Regions from separate parts of the Mus musculus genome. Here regions 1, 2, 4, 5, 6 and 7 are each linked to region 3. Evidence: chromatin contacts called from public HiChIP or PLAC-seq and promoter capture Hi-C data. All regions are on one chromosome and are shown on one strand. The core of a region is the stretch at or near the end of the contact, and the rest is flanking DNA. Distances in the headings are between cores, read along the strand shown. Region 1 holds the start of Pmm1 (phosphomannomutase 1). Region 2 holds the start of Ep300 (E1A binding protein p300). Region 3 holds the start of Mief1 (mitochondrial elongation factor 1). Region 4 holds the start of Lgals2 (lectin, galactose-binding, soluble 2). Region 5 holds the start of Csdc2 (cold shock domain containing C2, RNA binding). Region 6 holds the start of Gga1 (golgi associated, gamma adaptin ear containing, ARF binding protein 1). Region 7 holds the start of Zc3h7b (zinc finger CCCH type containing 7B).

Region 1 (2,804 bases), core at 56-2,555, 1.7 Mb before region 3:
ATGACCATTTCTGGTATGTCTGAAGACAGCTACAGTGTACTCATATAAGTAAATAAACCTTTTTTAAAAAAGGTACTTCTGAACATCTCTGAACACCATGATTCTCTCTCACTTGCTTATTCTGTCTGTCTGTCTGTCTTTATTTCTCTCTCCCTCTCATGTTCCCACTCCATTTCCCCAATAAACCTTGCCCTAGATCTGTTCCTGGCATGATGTCTTTTTTTTTTTTTTTTTGGTTTTGGTTTTTTAGAGACAGGGTTTCTCTGTGTAGTCCTGGCTGTCCTGGAACTCACTTTGTAGACCAGGCTGGCCTCGAAATCAGAAATCCGCCTGCCTCTGCCTCCTGAGTGCTGATATTAAAGGCGTGCTCCACTTATTACTCTTACTGAGGACCTGAGTTCAATTCTCAGCACCCATACTGGGCAGCTTACAACTGCTTGTACCTCCAGAACTAGGAATCTGAAGCTTTCTTCTGGCCTCCTGCAGAGGATCAGGGATTTGACACCCAGCACCTACAAGGAAGCTCACAACTGTGGGTAATTCCAGGTCCAGAGGATCTGACACTCACTTCCATCCTGACTTAGGTGGGCTCCTGCATGTACTTAGTGCACATCACCCCAGGCACACACGACAAAATAACACAACAAAAAAGACTCGCATAAAAGCTTACAAGTTAGAGATTTATGGCATATTGGCCCTTAGTAGGTTACTTTTGATTGGAAAAAAAAAAAAAGCAACAAACATTTCTCACAGTAGGTAAAAGCCATCATGGGATATTTTTCTCTTTTCTTCCTTCTCTCTCTCCCCCTCCCTTTTTTTGTTGTTTGTTTTGTTTTAAAAAATAGGGTCTTATCCAAGGCTGTCAAGGCTACAAAGGGAAACTCTTGTTTTGAAAAAACAAAACAAAACAGAGTATGTAGCCCTGGCTGGCCCGGAACTTGTTTTGTAGATAAGGGCCTCTGCCTCAGAAGGGCTGGATCACAGGTGAGCCAGCACGCCGGGTTCTCCCTGAGACTTCAAGCTCAAGATGACAAGGCAATACCTTCGTCCTACTAACCTTGGGAATCACAAGCAGAAGGCTCTGAGTCCCGCCCTTGCCCCCCAACCCCCCCCCCCCCCCACCGTAGGGAGCGCCCTGAGATCAACCTCAACCCGCTGGCCCGACACTGTCTTCCGGTTCAACCCCTTTTCCCGCCGGTTCCTATCTCCGTCGGGTACGAGGACTCTGACCCCGCCTACTGCCACGCCCCTCAATCCTAGGTGCCTGTACTCTTCTTTCGGCGCCGCAGGCCCCGCCCCCTCGCGGGAGGGCCGATGGCCACTGCTCCTCCCCGTGCTGCGCAGCTGGCCCCGCCCCGGCCCCGCCCGGCCTCTGTCGCACGCGACCCTGGCGGTGGCTGCAGCGACAGCGCTTGGCGCGCGGAGCTACAGCCATGGCAGTCGCCGTCGAGGGCGCCCGCAGGAAAGAGCGCATCCTCTGCCTGTTTGACGTGGACGGGACCCTCACGCCAGCTCGCCAGGTAAGGGCCTCGAGGTTCCAAAGCTCCCGCCCAGAGTCACGCCGGCATCCGTGACCCAGCGTGAAGCCGTCACTGCCATGTCAACGCAGACACCTGCGCGACCCTGTCGGAAACGTGGAGTGCAGTGGTACCGGCTCCTGTCACCGAGGAGATGGGACCCAGGCCCTCTCGGCCTTCCAGGCCTCAGCGCTCCCCGCGCGGGTTGGCATCCACGTTCCTGCCGGGAGCGCAGATGCTGTATCCAGCCTCCGGGAGGAGCGTCTATGGGCGATAGGGCGGGTATCCCCAGTTCCAGGCTTGCACAGGCCCAGGCTGGGCTCTGGGGTGGTCTTACCCCATTTTAGCCCTAGGATGCACAACTAGTCCGTCCTCAAGCTAGCGTGAGAACGCGGCGTTCCAGGCAGAGCTCCGTGCGCTTCTAAGCCCACGGTCGCCCTCTACTGAGGGCAAGGAAGATCTCTGAGTCTTTGCACTCTGGCGTCCATAGGCCTAAAACTGGGTTTAGCTCCTTAAGCCTCTTAGGATGTTTGTTTACCTTCCACCTGGAGTTGGAGGGAAAGAGAGCTGCTTTTCTGATGAGTTTTGGTTTTTGTTATTGGTATCCTTTTGGTTCCACCCATGTGAAGGTGAAAGGCCCCAGGGCTAGTCTGTTTACAATAGAAGCACTGTAAAAAATGGGAGTGCATTCTCCTGTCTGCACTTTATAGTTCACCCTCCAGTCTTTAGCCATACCTAGTTTTTCTCCCTTCGAGTCATCCTGGGTCGTTCTCACCCATCCTTCTACCTTTGGGATCACCGGGATGATCAGAGCAGAAATGGGGGTGGGGGGCCGAGCTACTGGGCAGAAGCCCGTGTGAACCTAAGTCTTAGCTTCCTGGTAGGCCTTCCACTCTCCAGAAGGAATCGGGCATCTTTCTTTCCATCCAGCAGAGGTGGATCAGGAAGATGCAGGATTGGAAAGGAGGTGGTCTAGCCTAGGCATGCCTGATCCTTGTGCTGCACTGACTTGGCAAGGCCTGAACAAGAACCGCCTGTCAATTTGTCTACTACTAGACAGACTTAATGCTTACTAGAAAAGCTTAATGCTTTTTTTTTTCTTCTTCTTTTTTCTTGTTTTGGTTTTTTTGAGACAGGGTTTCTCTGTATAGCCCTGGCTGCCCTGGAACTCACTCTGTAGACCAGGCTGGCCTCGAACTCAGAAATCTGCCTGCCTCTGCCTCCCAAGTGCTGGGATTAAAAGCATCCGCCACCACTGCCCTGCAGTTTAATGCTTTCCAAAGCTAA
Region 2 (2,795 bases), core at 45-2,544, 1.4 Mb before region 3:
CTTTAGTTGGAAGTTCATGACTGGGAGTCTTTCAACTTATTATCTCCCATTTCTAAGTACCTAATTCCAGAAAGGCTTCATCTTTTTTCTTTCCCTTCTAAGTAAGAGTGTGACAAACTGCAAAGGAAACGCCTCAGGTCTACACCTCAACACGCAGTTTGAGACATTTTGGTTTCATGGCAAATGGATATAAAATAAACTGCGGTCCATACTGACTCTTGAGGCAAGGATGGGGAGAGGGGACCTAAGAATGAAATTTTGTTGAACTTTAGTTACACTTAAAACCTTGGATCGCAGACACCAAGATTTGTCTTCCGCCCCCATTCCTCAACAGAAAATCTGCCTCACAGGAGCAAAAATCATTAAAGGTGGGAAAGCAGAGAAAAAAAGAATTCATTGCAACAGGGGAGAAAGAGCTGAAATCCCTCATTCACCAGTAACAAAAATAGTAAAAGTGCATAAAAGCCCTCACACACGATTGTACCGGCATTTCCCAAATTAAATTGCATGGAGCCAACAATAAAGGTCCCCGCAGCTCCCACTTCCAACCTCTTAATTCCAGAACACACAACGATCTGACATGACATAGTGTTGCAATGAATGTATCAGAAGGCAAAGAAAATGGTTGGGCTACTGGACGTCTTCGACCAGTCCATTCAAAAACCTTTAAAATTAAACACCGGCCGGGGAAATGGGAAGAGATACACAGAAGCACCCTGGAATGAAGGTGCAACGAGCAGAAAAGACGAAGGGAACTATGGAAGGCCGGGAGTCCCGAGACTAACCTGTGCCATCGCTGGCGGACGCCGAGAGGGCCGGAGATGAGAGTTTAGGCCGCTTGGCTGAAGGCGGCCCGGGTTCCACCACATTCTCGGCCATTTTTAATTCTTTCGGAGATACAACCGAGGAAAAAAACGAGAATCCTGAGGAAATCTCTTCTCCGAAACGGGGTCCCCGCCCCGCTCCTAAGGGTGGGCTCCGGAGCTCCGCCGCCACCCAACAGGGGTGGGGGGAAGTTCCTTTTTCTCTTCGCCTGGTTGCGGTGGCCGGAGAGGGATGCGGACTCAACAGAAATGGTAGGGGCAAGTGCGAGGGGCCGGGCCTAAACCAGGCCGGGAGGAGGGTACAGCAACACTGATCCCACGAGCACGTCCGCTGCAGCGAATTCTCGGGAACTCACAGCTCTACAGACGCAGTCCCCAGCCCGCCACGGCGAGCCCCTGCCCAGCCGAGGTCTCTCGGAGCTCCGCCGCCGCCATCAGCTTCTTCCTCCTCGGCGCTGTCCTCCTCCTTCTCATCGCCACAAGGAGGCGGGGGCGAAAAAGGGGGAGAGGAGGAGGCGACCAGAGACACTCACCTCCTCCCGGTGCCCCCTCCCGGGCCTGCGCCCCCACCCTGAGAGCCGCCCTCCTCCTCCTCCTGCCGCTGCGCTCCGCGCCGCCGCTGCCGCACCGGCCCCTAATGGCCACACTGAGCTCAGCCGAGCCGAGAGCCAGACTGGCGCCGGGGCCGCCTCACATCGCGCAGCGGACAAGCAGAGGCGCAGCAGCGACGACGCCGAGCGTGGAGCTCGCCGGCCCGAAGGGCCAGGGGGGCCGGGCCGGGCCAAGCAGGGCCGTCCGCCCGCAAGCCCGCGCTGACGCCGAGCCCACCGACGCGGCCTCTCCGCGCGCCGCGCTTCTCCGCCTCCACTCGCAAGCCCGGGGAGGAGAAATCAGTCCGGCCGCCTCCCTGGCCCTCACCCCCCCGGCAGCCAGGTGCCTGCCGGGGGCTCGGCTCGGGGGCCGCCTCGGACGGCGGGCAGAGGCGCCGCGGGGCGCGGGCTTATGTAATGGTTTCCCCCCCTTAGGCGTCGACGCCGGCCCGGGCTGCGGTGGGGGTGTGTGCGGGCAAGGAGGGGACTGAGGGTCGCCTCAGCCTTTGCGCCCCGGGGCCCCCAACCACTGTCTCGGTCCCGGCCGCTGCTCTCCAGCCAGGTACCCTCCTCACTCCCTGCTCGCGCAGTTCGCACTCAGCCGGGCGTCCCGCTTGCCCCACTCTCTCTCTCCCGGTCCCTCTCCGCTCTCTCTCCTCCTCCCCCCACCCCCCCCACAGGCTAGCACACAAACAAGATGGCGGCTGTTGTTTCTTGCCTCTGCCGAATCCTCCTTACAGGATAGCGGTAGCGGCGGCGGCGGCCGGAAATGAGCCAAGATTGGGGGGGGGGGGAGGTGAGAGGGGGAGGGGCCGAGAAACAGGGAGGCGGGGCGAGGGCGGGGCCTCTGCCTTGCAGCTCACACAATGGGGGAAGCGGCGCCGGGGGCGGTGCCGGCTCCAATCACGGGATCCGCCCAAGGGCCCCAACGCGGTAGGCGCTTCCGCAAACTCCCCCGGCGTCACTCGGTGGCTCCCTTTAAAGGGGAGGTTTTGAAAGAAGTTGTGGGGGGGGGGGGGGTCCGGGGTGAACTTAGAACGTATTTTCGGTCGGTGGACAGTTAGGTGCCTGGGCTGGGTCTCTGAGCAGAACCGAGTCAAAGCTCAGGCGCTCCTCTGCGAAAACAAGGAAAACCACGGTCAGAGCTCCCGGGGTTTGCCCTCTCAGGTTGATCTTTGGAACCCCATTAAATCCGCCAAACACCTGTGTTTCATCGTAGACACACATTCCATCCTCTTCATAGCCTTCTCGAAAGCAGCAGTTCATATCTCAAAGTCACATTGCTAGTCCTTTAAGTTTTCTCTGAAATGTCTAATTCAAGAATGAAAAATTTGGATTACGATATTGTTAGTTAAAAAACTAGGAGGGGGAGGACCACAGC
Region 3 (2,949 bases), core at 115-2,614:
TACACAAGGTTATTTTGAGAACTGCTCCTAAAAAGCCCCTGTAATGGGACTCTACCAGACAGTGTGGCCTAGAGTAGTTAAAGACCAGGATTTATATCTGGATCCTGGTACCACCATATAAGCAGCATCACGCTGATTGGCCTTATTGTTTTAATTACTTTTTTACTTTTTTCTGTATGGGTATTTGCCTGCATGTTTGTCTACATGCCAGTTTGCCTTGAGAGTGTAACACTGTCATATCCTTAGACTGGAGTTATAATATATACAGTTGTGAGCCACCACAGAAGTGCTGGAAATTGAGCCTGGGTCCTCTGAAAAGCAGCCAGTGCTCTTAACCACAGAGACATCACTCTATCTCTTCTTTCTTTCTTTCTTTCTTTCTTTTTATTCTTTCTGTTTTTGCTTTCTTTTGCTTTTGTTTAATTTGGTTTCCTGATGCAGGGCCTCTCTACGGAGCTCTGGCTGTCCTAGAACTCACTCTGTAAAGCAGGCTGCCCTCAAACTCTGAAATCCTCCTGTCTCTGCCTCCTGAGAGCTGAGATGAAAGATGTGTGCCAAGTATGTGACATCATTCCCAAAAGGAAGTGATTTGCCCACTCACCAAAACAATCCAGACCCTAACTCGCTGGAATGAGGTGGGGGCGGGGGGGGGGGGTGTCTTACATGTGTGCACTTCAGGGCGTTCAGCAAACTTTGCCAGCACAGGGCCCAGGGCTCACCAACCTCAAAACTAGGCTGGAAGGAGGAATCCTCCCCATAACCCTATGAGGAAGAAACAGTTGTTGTATGAGCCTGTATGTGTTTCAGGGGTGAAGGGAGTTCCTGGATGAAAAACAAAAAATGATCTGAACTTTGGGCTCCAAGACAGAAGCAGTAGCCTCTGACCTTGCTAACTTCCAGCGCGAACCGGGGCAAGCCACCGCTGTCCCTTTTTCCTCAACTGCAGAACAGCTCCCCTTTGGCCCTGAGGGTCTTCCGGGATGCAAAAGATGCAGAAAAACAACGGAGGGCTGGAAGGAGAACGTCACGCAGGGGCTGGAACGAGGTCGCTGAGTGACTGACTACGGGCTCCGATCGGGGTACAACGCCCAGAGGACGGGAACGCAGACCCCGGGGCCAGGCTGGCTCTGTGGCTTGAGGCAACCGGGTCTTGAGGCGGGGCGGGGCGAAGCTTGGAGGCCCCGGTGGGAGCCGGTAGCCCCCAAACTGGCCCGAGCTCAAACGGGCGATCCCCGGCCGCCCTCATTCGCTCCCTCACTCACCCGCGGACCACGCGCTACCTTTCCTCAGGACTCGCCACTCGCCCAGTACCTCTCTCCGGGTCACCCATCAACATGGCCCCTCTACTTCCGGGGCACGACCTCGCTCGCGGGGCCGACGGAGACGCGACAGGGAGCGCGGAGGCGGGCGGAGGCGGAAGCACTTCCGGTCGGCCCCTCCGTAGCCTCCCTCCGGAGGCGGAGCCCGGAACTTAGTCCAGCGCTGCCCGTCGTGGGGCCCCGCCCACAGACGCAGCCCCGCCTCCTAGGTGACGTTACCTAGCTCCACGGCCCCTCCTCCGAAAGCGTTACTGTGCAGTCTCTGTGTAAACTCAGTGCTGGCTGGGTGTGGCTTAAGGGAGGAGCCGCAAGTCGTCGCCCTCCACCTGCTGCCTACGTCTGGCCTGCGAGAGGCTCTGACCACACTGAATTGATTACTTGACACACTGCATTTTGTCCAACCCAACCTCTCTGTTTGGTAGACTTCAGCATTCCAGTGTTACACTTGGGAAAATCGAGGCCGAGGGAGGCAGGGTCATTTGCACTGAAAGCTGAGCCCTGCAGAGGCTCACAGTGGGTCCAAGCTCAGTATTCCTCCAAAGTGTGTGGCTTTCCATTCTTTTAGGCCGCCCTACTTTGCTTTTTAAAGAAAGAAGTTTGTGACCCAAATAAATCTAGTTTGTGAAATTTCCAGCTAGAAGACCGGGTAACCTATCCCTCGGGACAGTCTCCTAAGTAGACGAGTTTTCCACTCGTAAAGGACAAGGAGACCCTCTGGGGGAGACCTTAGGATTACCCACTCACACACAGAGTCTCGGATGTCAGGATTACCTTTTCCAGATTCACTAACCTTCCCACACTCACCCCACTCCTGCCCCATGCTCCCAGTATAATGGGGGCTAAACATTAAAGTGTCTTCCAGCCCCCACATATCTGTGGTGTTTTGGAGACCAGAGACCAGCCAGCCGAGACACTGATGCAAACCTCAGGGTTCAGCCAGGTTTCACAGAGCATGGGCAATCTGGGATCCTCTGGACTGGGTACAGGACTGGACATAACTATCAACTCACATCATAAGGAAACAGGACCTTATAGGAATTGCAGCTCAAGGGGAACATTCATTTACCCAGGGCACAGGTTCAGGTACAGTAGGCATTTCACTGGTGAATGGATGGACTGTGTCTTAGTCAGGGTTTCTATTCCTGCACAAACATCATGACCAAGAAGCAAGTTGGGGAGGAAAGGGTTTATTTGGCTTACACTTCCATACTGCTGTTCATCACCAAGGAAGTCAGGACTGGAACTCAAGCAGGTCAGGGAGCAGGAGCTGATGCAGAGGCCATGGAGGGATGTTCTGTACTAGCTTGCCTCCCCTGGCTTGCTCAGCCCGCTTTCTTATAGAACCAAGACTACCAGCCCTGAGATGGTCCCACCCACAAGGGCCTTTCCCCCTTGATCACTAATTGAGAAAATGCCTTACAGTTGGATCTCATGGAGGCATTTCCTCAACTGAAGCTCCTTTCTCTGTGATAACTCCAGCTGTGTCAAGTTGACACAAAACTAGCCAGTACAGACTGGAAGGTCAAAGAAAGGTCAGGGGTCAGAGTGATCAAGTCTGTCTGGTTTGGAAAGGGCCTTTGTGCTGGTGGTACACTTGGGGCAGCGGGTTCAGTTTCCTGAGCCTTGCTTT
Region 4 (2,939 bases), core at 37-2,536, 1.4 Mb after region 3:
GCTCAGAGGTAGGACATGGCTTCTATAAACTAAGCCTTGGAGAGCTGGAGTGTTTCACAGCCAGCGACATCTGATTCTGAAGTGCAGATCTGTGAGCCTCAGTGTTCCCAAATGAAGTAGGATAAACAACTGTAGAGACCTGTCTGTGGTACAAACCCACTGGAAGGACGGGCAGCACAGGTTCCCTCCCAGCAGAGGAACTACGTCAGGTTTCTTCCTCTTGACAGTATCTAATTGTGTATATGGACCCCAACTACCACAAAATTCATAGGCATAAAGGGCGAAGGACAGAAACCCCCAGTGTCCCGAACCCTTGGGTTCCCTCCTGCACGTTTGGTCTGTGTCCCAGCAGAACCAAGCTCTTTTGTGCATGGTGCCAGGGATGGAAGCCACAGGGCATGCATCCTGAGGATACAGCACACCACTGAACCACCCAGCCCTCGCAGAATAGTTGACTTTTGGCATCTTCTTCCGCCCGTTTTTAAGCACTTCAGTTATACTTATTTGTGTGTGCACATGTGCCATGGTCCATGTGTGGAGGTCAGAGGGGACACCTTGCAAGAGTTGGTTCTTTCCTTCCATCATGTGAGCTCCGGGAAGCAAACCCCGGTGGTTAGGCTTGGCAGCAGGCACCTTTATCCGTCGAGCCATCTCACTGGCCCTAGATGTGAATCTACCACTTTTGAAGCAAAATGTGTGCAGCCAGATATAGTGTTTCCTGCCTGTAATCCCAGCACTTGGGGCAGAAGTGTGAGAATAGAGAGTCCAAGGCTAACCTGGGCTAAATGGTCAGACTCTGTTTCACAAGAAGAAAAAAAAAGAAACAAATTATATGTATAATCAGAAAAAGCATGGATGAGAGAAGGGAGAAAAAAGTCTTTGAATGACTCACAGACACACTGAAAATTAGAAGCTTGGACATCTTTTAACAGAGCCAGCCTGTCTTTTTGTGGTTGTAGGAGCTGGGCTCAGCAAAGAGGTTGGATGGCCTGCCAAGATCGGGGTGTTTGTGGTTTGTGTGGGGGTGGCACTAGGGCATCCTCCCTTGGGCTTTGTGGAGTACTGACCACGGAGGCTGGTAGGAATTGCCAGAAGCGGGGCCAGAGGGATGCTCACGATCGAGTCAGAGTGAGTGAGGAGCCATCTTCCTGTTTGTTGAGTGAGTGCCTGCATATACAGACCGGGTGATATTAGGAGATAAAGGTCCAAAGTCCTTATTTATGGCCTCGGGGTGGTTAATGTGTAATACTCTGGGATTATAAGCCTGACCAAGAGGGGATACCTTGAGCACAAACCTCTAGGAGCAACTGGGAGAGCTGTGGCCAGGAGCTGTCACCATGTCGGTGAGGATGCTGGCCCTCTGCACCCACTTCCTTCTGCTCATGTGTCTTTGCTAGAGTGTGTGGGTTGGGGGGTTCTGGGGTCCATTGTTTGTTTATTTATTTGTTTGTTTGTTTGTTTTTTCAAGACAAGGTTTCTCTGTGTAGCCCTGGCTGTCCTGGAACTCATTTTTTAGACCAGGCTGGCCTTGAACTCAGAAATCCACCTGCCTCTGCCTCCCAAGTGCCACCACCACCCGGCTTCTGGGGTCCATTATTGCCACCCTTCTCTTTGTGTCAGTTTCTCCCGGAGAACCAAAAAGAAAGCTGGGTTGCCAAGCTGGTGACACATGCCTTTAATCCCAGCACTAGGGAGACAGAGGCAGGAGGATCTCTGAGTTCAAGACCAGCCTGGTCTATAGAGAGTGAGCTCCAGGATAGCCAGAGCTATGTAGAGAGACCCTGTCTCTAAAACTAAAAGAAGAAAACTGGTGGATAATCTCTCAAACCCTTAGCATTGAAGCTGTCTGTCTCTCTGTCACCACCAAGTTCAGGGCCAGAACTTTCCTTTCCCTCTTTGAGGACAGCAACAGTCGTATTAATTATTACTGCCGACCTCTACTGAGTCTCATAAAGATGAGAGTTGTAGGGCAGGGGCTGGGGGAAGGGCCCAGACCAACGATATAGCATGTGCGGTGATTTAGCCAGTGCAAGGCCCTGGGTTGGAACTCCAGCACCAGAAAATATCACGCTTCCAGAGGAACTGCATGGAACAAGCTGAGTGGGTAAAGTGCTTGTCCACCATGCATATAGCCCAGGGTTTGATCTCCAGCACTGCATAAACTGGATGTGACGGCGCAACTGGCAAGCCCAGGATTCAAAGGCCAGAGGCAGGGGGATTTCTGAGTTTGAGGCCAGCCTGGTGTATATAATGAGTTCCAGCTACATACTGAGATCCTGTTGAGAGAGAGAGAGAGAGAGAGAGAGAGAGAGAGAGAGAGAGAGAGAGAGAGAATGGAAGAAAAGGAAGGAAGGAAGGAAGGAAGGAAGGAAAGAGAGAGAGAGAGAGAAAGAAAGAAAAAAGAGAGAAAGAGAAAAGGAAGAAGGGAGGGAGAGAAGTATGGAGGGAGGGAAACTGAGGCTCAAGATGAAACCATAGGTGGCTAATATCTACATATTGCAAGAGTATTGGCACACTCTCGAGAGCCTGTGTTCCGATCTGGCTCCTGTGAAGTTTCTGGTGTGACTTTGGACAAGTTGATGTCCCTCTCTCGGGCAGCTGGTTCTCCCTGATGTGTATGAGATGGGACCACATGACACTCTCTGGGGACTAGATGATAGGTTTATTCCCTAGGACTGTTGGAACAAACCACTTCAAAATAGGGGGCTCCCCACCATAGCGATTTTTCTCATGGTCCGGGCCAAGTCTGGGCAGGGCCTGGCACTCCCTGAAGGCTCTAGGGAGGCAGCTTATTTATCCACTCCAATTTCCTGTGGGTGCCTGGCACCCATAGGTACCTTCTCTGGAAGCTTTGTAACTACAGGTCTTGCCCCCTCTGCATATAGCCTTCCTTTTGGGGAGGTGTTTCTGTGTTCTGTGCCCATGTATGTATGTGTGTG
Region 5 (3,029 bases), core at 451-2,950, 1.7 Mb before region 3:
CTGCTGGGCATCACCTGCACAAGGAGGGGGAACATAGGATGTGGGGCGGTGGGGGGCCACTCTGCCTTTGGATGGGCTGGCAAATATCCTTACTCCCCCATTTATCCATCCCTGTGGGTCCTTGAGGGCCACTAGGGAGCCCCCTCCCTAGCCAATAAGCATCTTCCAACCTTGTCCAGCCATCTTTCTCTAGGCCTGGGACAACTTGGCGTGTCCTCCTGGGACCCTTCGCCACTAGCTTCTGTTTGCACTAGTTTTGTCAAGGTGGGGCTGGAGAGACAAGGATAGGCAAATAGATGTTTTGGGAAAATGCAGTGTGGGGTAAGGACGGGAGGAGACACCCAGAACCTGGGCATTCATGTCCAGAGACCTCTGGGATGGAGTTGAATTTGGGAAAGAGCTCCCCCCAACCCCCACTCCCACCCTCCATCCCCACCTCCTCACTCCCATCCTTCCCAGGGAAAGGCCCTGACTGGATGGCATCTAAGCGAGCCAGTGCCAGGCTGTCGGAGAAGAGGGTGCCCACCTCCTACCAGGCACACTTCCTTCTCCCCTCCCCCAGCCCCAGCGGATGCAGCAGTTCACACTCTGGATTTATTATTGTTCTCAGTCCCGCTCTCCCTCCTCCCTGGGAAGCGCCTGCAGCCTGGCAGCCTGGCAGCCTGGCAGGAACCTGCTGTCTCCTTGTGGGTGCCAGCATGGTCCCTTATCTCCATTCAGTCTCCTTGTGCCAGGGTCAGACCACTTAGGGGCTTGATGCCAGCCAAGGCCAACCTGAGTCCTTGCATCCTACAGCAAGCAAGGGGTGTCCAGCAGCTGGTCTATCACCCCCTGTCCTACAGTGGGTTGCACCTAAGCAGAGGAGGAGGTCAGAGCTAGCCCAGCATGCGGGGGAGAGCAAAGACCCAGTGGGGTGGCATAAAGGCAAAAATAACACAGAGCCATCCCTCCAGCCAGTTGACACAATTATCTCTGCCACACTAGGGAAAAATAGAGTGAGGGAAGACAGCTGCTCTGGGTCCCTCTGCCTGCCCCAGGCGGTTCCTCCCCTCTGCTCTGGCCTCAAAACAGATTCCAGGGACAAAATCCAGCGGTGCTCCGGACTGGCCTTTTAGGGTCTGGAAGGAGTCCCGGCTTTCCCTCACCTAGTTCCCAGACCGGAGGCTGCGGCTTGGCAGGTAGCTGCTGTTACCTGCATCTCAACCCAGACGCGAGTCCCAGACACAGACATTCACACACATTCAGATGCGCGGGAGCCACTCCGCCTCAGCTCTTCTGGAGGGTCAAGGAGAGAGAAGGGAAGGGCGGTGGGCTCTACATCTCCCCCCGCATCCTCTAAGCAGAGCTGGGCTGGCTGATGTAGCGCTGCGACCTTTCCAACCTCAATCCACACATCCTTTCTTGGTACCATCAGCCCTCGGCCCCTGCCTCTGCCACAGTTTCCATCACCGGCTTCCTTCAGGTCCCTTACCTCGCCGTGGCAGCTGGGTCCAGGCACTGTCTCCTGTAGTGGGCAGCACCCGATCTCTCTGGACTGTGGAGCTGGCTCGCAGGGGTCACGTCTGGATAATGCACTCTCCGTGGCGTGTGTGTGTGTGTGTGTGTGTGTGTGTGTGTGTGGTGTGCAGGAGGCACCTCGGGCCCCTCACTCACTCACTCACTCACTCACACACGCCCTCCTGCTGACGTCAGGATGTGCTGGAGGGAGGGACTGGGATGGGAATTTGTACTCCTAGCTTAAAGGGACACTAAGCCATCTCTTCTCTGGCCCAGACACCACCTTGTGAGCCAGGCCAAGTGCTGGGTGAGTGGCTAAGCTGCGTCACTTTGAGCGTTACTGCTTCTTGTTTTGGAAAGTGGCTTTTATTGCTGGGCCAAGGTATAATTTGCTCTACCAGGTCAGGGTAGCTGCTGGGGAGTAAGAGGCAGGAAGAGCTAGAGACAGTGTGCATTCTTGGTGAGCGGGGTGCCAGGGAGTGTTTATGGTCAACGGGAGGGCCTGCAGGGTGGGAGGATGTATTCTGGAGAAAGGAGGCCAGAGAACAGAGGAGACCCTCTGGGAACAAGCCAGGTTCCTAGGGACTCCCAGACATTCCATTCCCTCTGCAGTCTGCAGCTGTGCTGAGCTCTGTCCCCTCAGATCATCTGAGATCTCCATTTGAAGAATGTGCTCAAATCTCTTTGGCACACATTAGGTCTTTGGGAGGGGCTGTGGAATCCAGGGGAAGAGAACTATAAAAGAATAATGAGTGTCTTTCTGTGTATGTTTCTTTCTTACACACACACACACACACACACACACACACACACACACACTCGCACACACATATACAGGGGGCAGTGGTGTCTGTGTGTCTGTGTGTCTGTGTGTACTTGTGGTTTAGGAGGCTTTTAGAAGTAAGGACTGACTCAGCAGATTCAGTCCAAGCAGTTTAGGTCTCTTCAGACAGTAAGACCTCAGCACACTCCCGCCCCCCAAAAAGCCGGGCAGTGGTGACACATGCCTTTAATCCCAGCACTAGGAGGCAGAGGCAGGCAGATTTCTGAGTTCGAGGCCAGCCTGGTCTACAGAGTGAGTTCCAGGACAGCCAGGGCTACACAGAGAAACCCTGTCTCGGAAAAACAAAAACAAAACAAAACAAAAAAGACCTCAGGCAAATCCCTAGGACCCCAGTGCTCCCCAAGAGGACAGTGCTCCCCAAGAGGACAGTGCTCCCCAAGAGGACAGTGCTCCCCAAGAGGACAGGTAAGGCTCAACCGTCTATGAGCTCAGGGCCAGGCTCCAGGAAACCTCTTCAAAGGGCTTCTCTGCCACCCCCCTGTCCCTCCTCAACCTCATCTTAGAGAGACATCTTCCCCAGGTGTCACTTTAGTACTACTGAGTCATGAGGAGGTGCCCTTTGTGCTGGCACAGACCTATAGGTCCCAGCCCTCAAGAGGATGAAACAAATAGATTTCAAGTTTGAGTCTACCTGGCTACCTAGAGAGGCAGTGTCTCAACAAACAAACAAACAAACAAACAGGAAAAC
Region 6 (3,058 bases), core at 552-3,051, 1.4 Mb after region 3:
AATTAGTGATCAAGGGGGAAAGGCCCATTGTGGGTGGGACCATCTCTGGGCTGGTAGTCTTGGTTCTATAAGAGAGCAGGCTGAGCAAGCCAGGGAAAGCAAGCCAGTAAAGAATATCCCTCCATGGCCTCTGTATCAGCTCCTGCTTCCTGACCTGCTTGAGTTCCAGTCCTGACATCCTTTGGTGATTAACAGCAATGTGGAAAATGTAAGCTGAATAAATCCTTTCCTCCCCAACTTGCTTCTTGGTCATGATGTTTGTGCAGGAATAGAAACCCTGACTAAGACAGATGGGGAAAATATCTATGGTCCTCTTTTACCTCTGACCTCCTGAGACCCGTGCAGTACTGTATCTCATGCAGTCCATGGTCACTGTCTCCTTCTAACCACCAATCAACCCCACTGCCAGGCTGACTCTCCTCCGCCCCCCCCCCCCCCCCCAGATCGGTGAGCTCTGGGAATCAACCTTCCAGTTCAACTTCCTTCGAGGCTGGCTTCAAAGATGCTGACCATGTCGGCCCACACCACCCTGCACAGATCCTTGCTATATCTCAGACCAGGAGGTTGAGCTTGAGGATAGACCGGAAGGCTTCTCTGGGTCACATCCCTGAAAGGCCTTGGGACAGACCTGTCACTAAATGGACCAGAAGAGCCAACCTGCAGCTCCCAGGGGCAGAGTTCAGGAATGGGGTTGGCAAGGCCAAGGATCTTCAACAAGCAGTGTGGGACAGGGAGAACAGAGGATGGGGCTTGGAAGCCAGAGTTGGAGGAAGCTGTTTCGAAGGAGACAGGAAACAAGGACAGAGGCCTGGGGAGGAGGCTCAGCAGGGGCTAGGAAAGCAATCTGGGACGCAAAGCAAGGCTGGGCTTGGGTATAACGACAGAGAACTTGATTTCCTTATGGAGTCTTAGACGGGACCCTTTCAAGCACTGGGAGTTTCTCCAGGCGCGGACAGAGCTGGATCAGATGGGCCAGGGGTCCCCCCTTTCCTGGGCTGGGGGACCGAGCAGATCTAAGAAGAGCTGCGGGCACAGGGTTTGAAAGACTCAGGCCCTGAGGAAGTGGGGGGATCCCTCTAGGGGAAGACTCGAGGGTCTGCGCTTTGGTGCAACAGGCAGGGCCTTCGGGGGTCCGGGATAACTCTGCGCCACCGGGTCACCGGGGTGGGTGGGCGGCGCCCGCTCCCGGCCAGGCTGCGCGCAGCTGCCAGGGTCCGAGCGGAGCGACAGACTGGGGCGCCGCCCCTCCGGGTCGGGGGGCGGGGCGTGAGGAGGGGGCGCGCGGACCCCGCCCCGCCGGGAGAGAGAGAGGGGCCAGCCTCGCGCCCCCGGTTCCGGTTCCGGTCCGGCTCGCGCCCCTCCCGGACACTCACTGATTCGTGCCTCCAGAGTCTCCGGCTCCATCGCGGGCTCCATCCGCCACGGGCCCCCGGCCTCGGCGCCGCCCCCCGCCCCCCGGCCGCTCTCGCGGGAACTCCTCGGCTCCGCCCTCGGCCGGTTAAAGGGGCCGCGTCCACCCCGCGGAGTAGGAACGCGGCACCGGGACGCCGGGCACCATCGAGACGCGGGTGGAGCCGCCTAGAGCGTCGCCTCGTCGGCGCCCCTCCCCCTGGCGGCTGGCGGAGTCGCCGGTGGGGCTGGTCGGCGGCCTCGCAGCTCCGGGCGCTCGGGCGGGAGAGGAAGAGGAGAGCCTGGGGGTGGCGGGCGGCACCATAGAAACCCCGCGGGACCGCTCTAACTCAGTTAGCGTCACGCAGAGACCCGTGACCGCTTCCGGGACAACGCTCCGGAGCCATGTTTCTGAAGGGGTTCTGAAGTCACTTCCGGAGCCCTCAGGGGTACTTCCGCTTACGTGGGAAGATGTCAAAGTCCCTTAAAAGGGCAACTGGGCACTGTGGCCGCCGCCAACGCGATGAGGTTAAGCTAACGTTTGTTTAGCTCTTAAAGCCCTAGGCATTGTTCTGAGCAGTTTTTTCCCCTTTGAGACAAGGGCTCACTGTCTTGCTCTGGCAGTCCTGAAGCTCGCTCTGTAGAATAGGCTGGCGTGGAATTCCTGAGATCCGCCTTTTTCCGCCTCCCAAGTGCAGACATTAAAGAAGTGTGCCACCACGCCCAGCAAAGGGCTAAGTCTTTTTTTTTTCTTAACCTATGAATCTACATTCAAACCCGGGAGCCAGGTTATGAGTTTGCCTGAGGTCATTAGGGGTCAGTGCTTGCACCGAGTACTTAATTCTGCATTCAGTTTAGAAACTCCTTGCATTTGGGTTATTCGGTGCCCAGCCCTGGAGAGAAAGACAAGGCCAGATATATATCCTACAAGGTGATGATAACGCCCGCACTTATCAGACAGAGGCAGGAGGTTATCAGTTCAAGGCCAGTGTGGAATATCGTATCTCAAAGCACGTAACACTCTCAAGGTGATGGGGAAGCCAGAGAGGTGGTGGCAAAATGAGAGGTTATCTTTCCCCAAACTGGAATGGTGACGACGTCAGGCTCTTTTTTTGAGGTGGTTTAGGAGGAGGCAAAATGTGAGGTACTTTCACCCGCTTTTTCCACCCTCTGCGGTCGCCTTGGCTAATTCTCAGGAATGCCAGTTCGCTCTCTGTAGCCTCTGGCGGCCGTCGGGGGAACTGGCTACTGTGCCCTCTCCAGCGAGCCTGTGCCAGGAAGAGTTAAAGAGCATCTGAGACCAAGGAACCGGCGAATCCAGTTCCGCATGCCTGTGGCCTTGGAGGGATCAGTATTCACCTTGCAGAACCAGTTACCTCATTTCAGTCGGGTTTTCTTCTGAACCCAACTCTCAGTGAGACGTTTAATTCTCTCCTGCAACCTATAAGATACGGGAGAGGGTAACAAGATGGGCTCCGCCTGCTTTGTTTTCTTTATTTTTAAAATTGTTAATGAAATAAAACCCAACTGCAGGCCGGGCAGTGGTGGCGCACGCCACCTAGCACTTGAGAGGAAGAGGCAGGTGAATCTCCGAGTTCAAAGTCAGCCTGGTCTACGGAGCGAGTTCCAGGACCCAGGGCTACACAGAACAAAACCCAAAACAAAAACC
Region 7 (3,118 bases), core at 318-2,817, 1.5 Mb before region 3:
TAGCTGCTAAATGTACTATAATTATCGCATTTGTGTAAAAATTCAAGGATCTGCATTCTGTTATTTCCATCAAACTGGATGAACTGCAGGCACTCCGGAAAATGGAAAGAAGTTGGGGGTTCTGATTCTTGTGTCCATGCACCTAAGTCCTGGCTAACAACCGGGGGGGGGGGGGACGACAAAAAAACCCGCAATCCCCCATCACTTTGCAGCTGTTCCCCAGTTCCCCCACTTGAAGCCCCAGCCCCTTCAGCCCCTCCAGCCCCCAGTCTTCTCCATCAAGGCACTGTTGGCACCCCGGCCACCCTATTCTGTCAAGAATGAACTCTTTCTACACGTTCCCACTCCTGCGGTGTGGGGGGGAGGGAGGCTTTGTCTCTGCGAAGGACCCTCAACCCAGGAACTTTACAAACACCTGAACCTGAGGGTTTCTAAGATAGAAAGAAAAAGAGTTATGGATCGCAGAAGGGACCTTGTGTCCGCTGAGGGCAGTGGCGGCGGGGTCGACTCTGCTTCCCCAGGGCCCCCAGCCCTGCCAGGGCGCCCCTCAATCGCCACAATCCCAGTCCCCAGCAGTCCCCGTGAATCCCCTGCCTGGTTACTGCCCACCCAGGAGGCCTCTGAGCCCAGTGACGGATGCCACGACCGGAAATGCCCTCCTGCTCAGCAGACCCAGACCGCGCCCCCCTTTCCTGCCGCCCCCTCCCCCAGGGCTGGGCCCGCAGGCCCCGGATCCCCGGACTCGCGTGGCCGCGGTAACCGACTGGGGCGACCCATCAGCCGGCCATTGTCCCCGGCCCTCGCCGCGGCCCCTCTACCTCTAGGCACTGCGGATTCAAAGCGAATACAAAAGGAAAGGGGGACCCTAACTGCCAGCCTCGGACCACCTCCTTGCAGTGGGATCCGCAAAACATCCGCGCGCACACCCAAACCTCCAGACGCAAGGGAGATTGCCCCACACCACGGAAGAAAAATCCCAAGGCATCCCCTGGGGGCTGCAGTGCAGCCCCAATCTCCCAGGCGGCAGGTGCCCGGCCACACAATAACTTTGAAACTTTGGGGCAGGGGTACGGGAATCTGCAGACAGATTCCTCCCCCCAGAAAAACCCAGTTCGTGGTAATGGAGGTGCTATTGCTTTATTCTTGCAAAGCCGCCTTTCCAGGTGGCCTGGCCGGGGCTTCCCGCGCCTCCTCCGCGCGCGGCCCTGCCCGGCCCTGCCCGGGCGCCCCAGCCTCGCGCGCCCCAACCTTGCGCGCCGCCGGGGACGCGGTGGCCCGGCCTCTGCCCCGCGGGGCTCCGCCGCGCCAAAGCACTCACCTCGGCCGGGCTGCGCTCCCCGCGGGCCTGCGCCGAGCCCGATAAATGGTATGCTATGACTAGAGGTATGATTACGTTATTATTATTAGTAATAATAAGAGTAAATGCTATTTAATTACGGGCGGCCGCATCCTGCTCCCGGCGCCGCCGCCCGGGCAGCTCGGTCCATGTGGCTCCGGAGCGCTTTACTTTCATTTCCAGCCCCCTCGGCCGGCCGCTCGCGGCAGCACCCGCTGGAGGCTCCGTCTCCCTGCAGCTCTCCCTCCTCGGGTCCTAGAGAGCGCAGCTCCTCCTCGCTTTAGTCGCGCCCGGGGTGGGCGGCGCGGGCTGCGCACCTGGGGGGGAGGGGGGAGTCGGCAAGCCCCCCTTCCCAGTGGAGGGATGCCTGGAATTCACCTTGATTTTCTTTTAAAACTGCTCTTCCTTTTCTGGGATTTCCTTCTAGCAGTTCTGCATTTCTGGGCGGATGCTGGACCGACCTCTGTTTTGTTTTTCCACCCCTCAAACCGAGCGTAAAGCTACACTTGGCTTTCCAGGTGTTTTGATGAAGGAAGGCATCTCCAAGCATCTGGTCATGTTGTGCCCTTTCTTTGATAAGGACCTCGGTCAGGATCTCCTTTTTGGCTAGGGTTTCATGTATAGAAAGTTAAAAGCGGGTTGGGGGCGGGGGGGCGCAGGGGGAAATCAGTGACACTTGTTTAAGAAAGCCTGGCTGATTTTATTCAAGGTAGGGCTATCATGATGGGTTTAGGGACCATTGCAGTGGGGTTTTGCAGTGGTGCTGAGACACTGGGCTCAGCCCTGAATTCAGCATGAACCGGGAATTTATAGAGCAAGGAGCAAGGCAGGGTCAGCAGACAGAAAACTTGAGGTATAATGTGATTGCTGTTAGCTCCACCCAACAGGGTTCTTAAGTGTTTTTAAAGTCGGGTTTTTATTTTGTGTGTACCAGTGTTTTGGCTGTAGATATGCATGGGCATCATGTGTGTCCCTAGTGCCTTGCAAAGGTTAGAAGAGGGGATAGGAGTTCCTGAAACTAGAGTCACAGATGGTTGTGAGCACTGTGTGGGTGCTGGGAATGTAACATGGGTCCTCTGGAAGAGCAGCAGGTGCTCTTAATGGCTGAGCCATCTCTTCAAGATAGGTTAGGTACTGGAACATCACCTTGGGGTATAGTGGAAGAGGAGGATCCTGAGCGTATATTGGTGGTGTTCCCAGATGGAAGGTAGGGGAGTCTAGTTAAGCCATGCTTGCTAAAAATTGGACAATTGGGCCAGGCTTGGTGAAGCACACCTTCAACACCAGCACTTGGAAGGCAGAGGCAGGCCTGGTCTACCTAGCCAGAGCAGTCAGCTACATAGAGAGACACTATCTCAAAGAAAATAATGATAATAAATTTAATTAATTAACTTATTTATTTATTTATTTATTTATTTTCTGAGACAGGGTTTCTCTATGCAGCCCTGGGTGTCCTGGAACTCACTCTGTAGACCAGGCTGGCTTAGAACTCAGAAATCCGCCTGCCTCTGCCTCCCAAGTGCTGGGATTAAAGGCGTGTGCCACCACTGCCTAGCAAAATTAAAATAAAATTAAATAATCCAGAGATAAATAAACAAACCCAAAAGTTCAGACTTATTTGGAAAGTTCAAAAGAGCCTAAGTAGAATTTTATCATAGAAAGCCACTTTGTTGGAGATCTTTCTAGAAGGTAGTATTTAAGGTTGCTAAAAAGGACCAAGATAAAAAAGAGACTAAACAAACAGAGCATCTGTGAGTGTCCATGGTGCAGCCACAGAACTGC

Evidence for each region. Promoter capture Hi-C pulls out the DNA fragments that hold promoters and counts their contacts. HiChIP or PLAC-seq counts read pairs in DNA pulled down with a chosen protein or histone mark. Capture Hi-C pulls out chosen DNA fragments and counts their contacts.
Region 1: a promoter capture Hi-C map of pre-B cells shows a contact between it and region 3, with 4 times the contacts expected there. The contact joins the promoter of Pmm1 here to the promoter of Mief1 in region 3. A contact is called at or near these places in 2 of 39 promoter capture datasets (liver and pre-B cells) and 1 of 115 datasets of contacts at active chromatin or transcription factors (pancreatic cancer cells).
Region 2: a contact with region 3 is called in an H3K27ac HiChIP or PLAC-seq map of thymic regulatory T cells, with 7 times the contacts expected there. The contact joins the promoter of Ep300 here to the promoter of Mief1 in region 3. A contact is called at or near these places in 1 of 39 promoter capture datasets (pre-B cells) and 2 of 115 datasets of contacts at active chromatin or transcription factors (astrocytes and thymic regulatory T cells).
Region 4: a promoter capture Hi-C map of liver shows a contact between it and region 3, with 5 times the contacts expected there. The contact joins the promoter of Lgals2 here to the promoter of Mief1 in region 3. A contact is called at or near these places in 2 of 39 promoter capture datasets (both in liver).
Region 5: a contact with region 3 is called in a promoter capture Hi-C map of pre-B cells, with 5 times the contacts expected there. The contact joins the promoter of Csdc2 here to the promoter of Mief1 in region 3. A contact is called at or near these places in 1 of 39 promoter capture datasets (pre-B cells) and 2 of 9 other capture datasets (adipose tissue and liver).
Region 6: a contact with region 3 is called in a promoter capture Hi-C map of adipose tissue, with 2.4 times the contacts expected there. The contact joins the promoter of Gga1 here to the promoter of Mief1 in region 3. A contact is called at or near these places in 1 of 39 promoter capture datasets (liver) and 1 of 9 other capture datasets (adipose tissue).
Region 7: a promoter capture Hi-C map of pre-B cells shows a contact between it and region 3, with 5 times the contacts expected there. The contact joins the promoter of Zc3h7b here to the promoter of Mief1 in region 3. A contact is called at or near these places in 3 of 39 promoter capture datasets (cranial neural crest, pre-B cells and stem cell-derived epiblast-like cells).

The regions. Positions count from the first base shown.
Region 1 is chr15:81,959,431-81,962,234 of GRCm38.p6, reverse strand. Pmm1 (phosphomannomutase 1) reads left to right here and starts at 1,305. Exons shown (of 8, transcript NM_013872.4): 1 at 1,305-1,520. The coding sequence starts at 1,434.
Region 2 is chr15:81,584,713-81,587,507 of GRCm38.p6, reverse strand. Ep300 (E1A binding protein p300) reads right to left here and starts at 1,294. Exons shown (of 31, transcript NM_177821.6): 1 at 786-1,294. The coding sequence starts at 879.
Region 3 is chr15:80,232,495-80,235,443 of GRCm38.p6, reverse strand. Mief1 (mitochondrial elongation factor 1) reads right to left here and starts at 1,364. Exons shown (of 6, transcript NM_178719.5): 1 at 1,263-1,364.
Region 4 is chr15:78,853,876-78,856,814 of GRCm38.p6, reverse strand. Lgals2 (lectin, galactose-binding, soluble 2) reads left to right here and starts at 1,286. Exons shown (of 4, transcript NM_025622.3): 1 at 1,286-1,343. The coding sequence starts at 1,338.
Region 5 is chr15:81,935,430-81,938,458 of GRCm38.p6, reverse strand. Csdc2 (cold shock domain containing C2, RNA binding) reads right to left here and starts at 1,700. Exons shown (of 4, transcript NM_145473.3): 1 at 1,472-1,700.
Region 6 is chr15:78,875,933-78,878,990 of GRCm38.p6, reverse strand. Gga1 (golgi associated, gamma adaptin ear containing, ARF binding protein 1) reads right to left here and starts at 1,801. Exons shown (of 17, transcript NM_145929.2): 1 at 1,374-1,801. The coding sequence starts at 1,416.
Region 7 is chr15:81,743,547-81,746,664 of GRCm38.p6, reverse strand. Zc3h7b (zinc finger CCCH type containing 7B) reads right to left here and starts at 1,567. Exons shown (of 23, transcript NM_001081016.2): 1 at 1,319-1,567.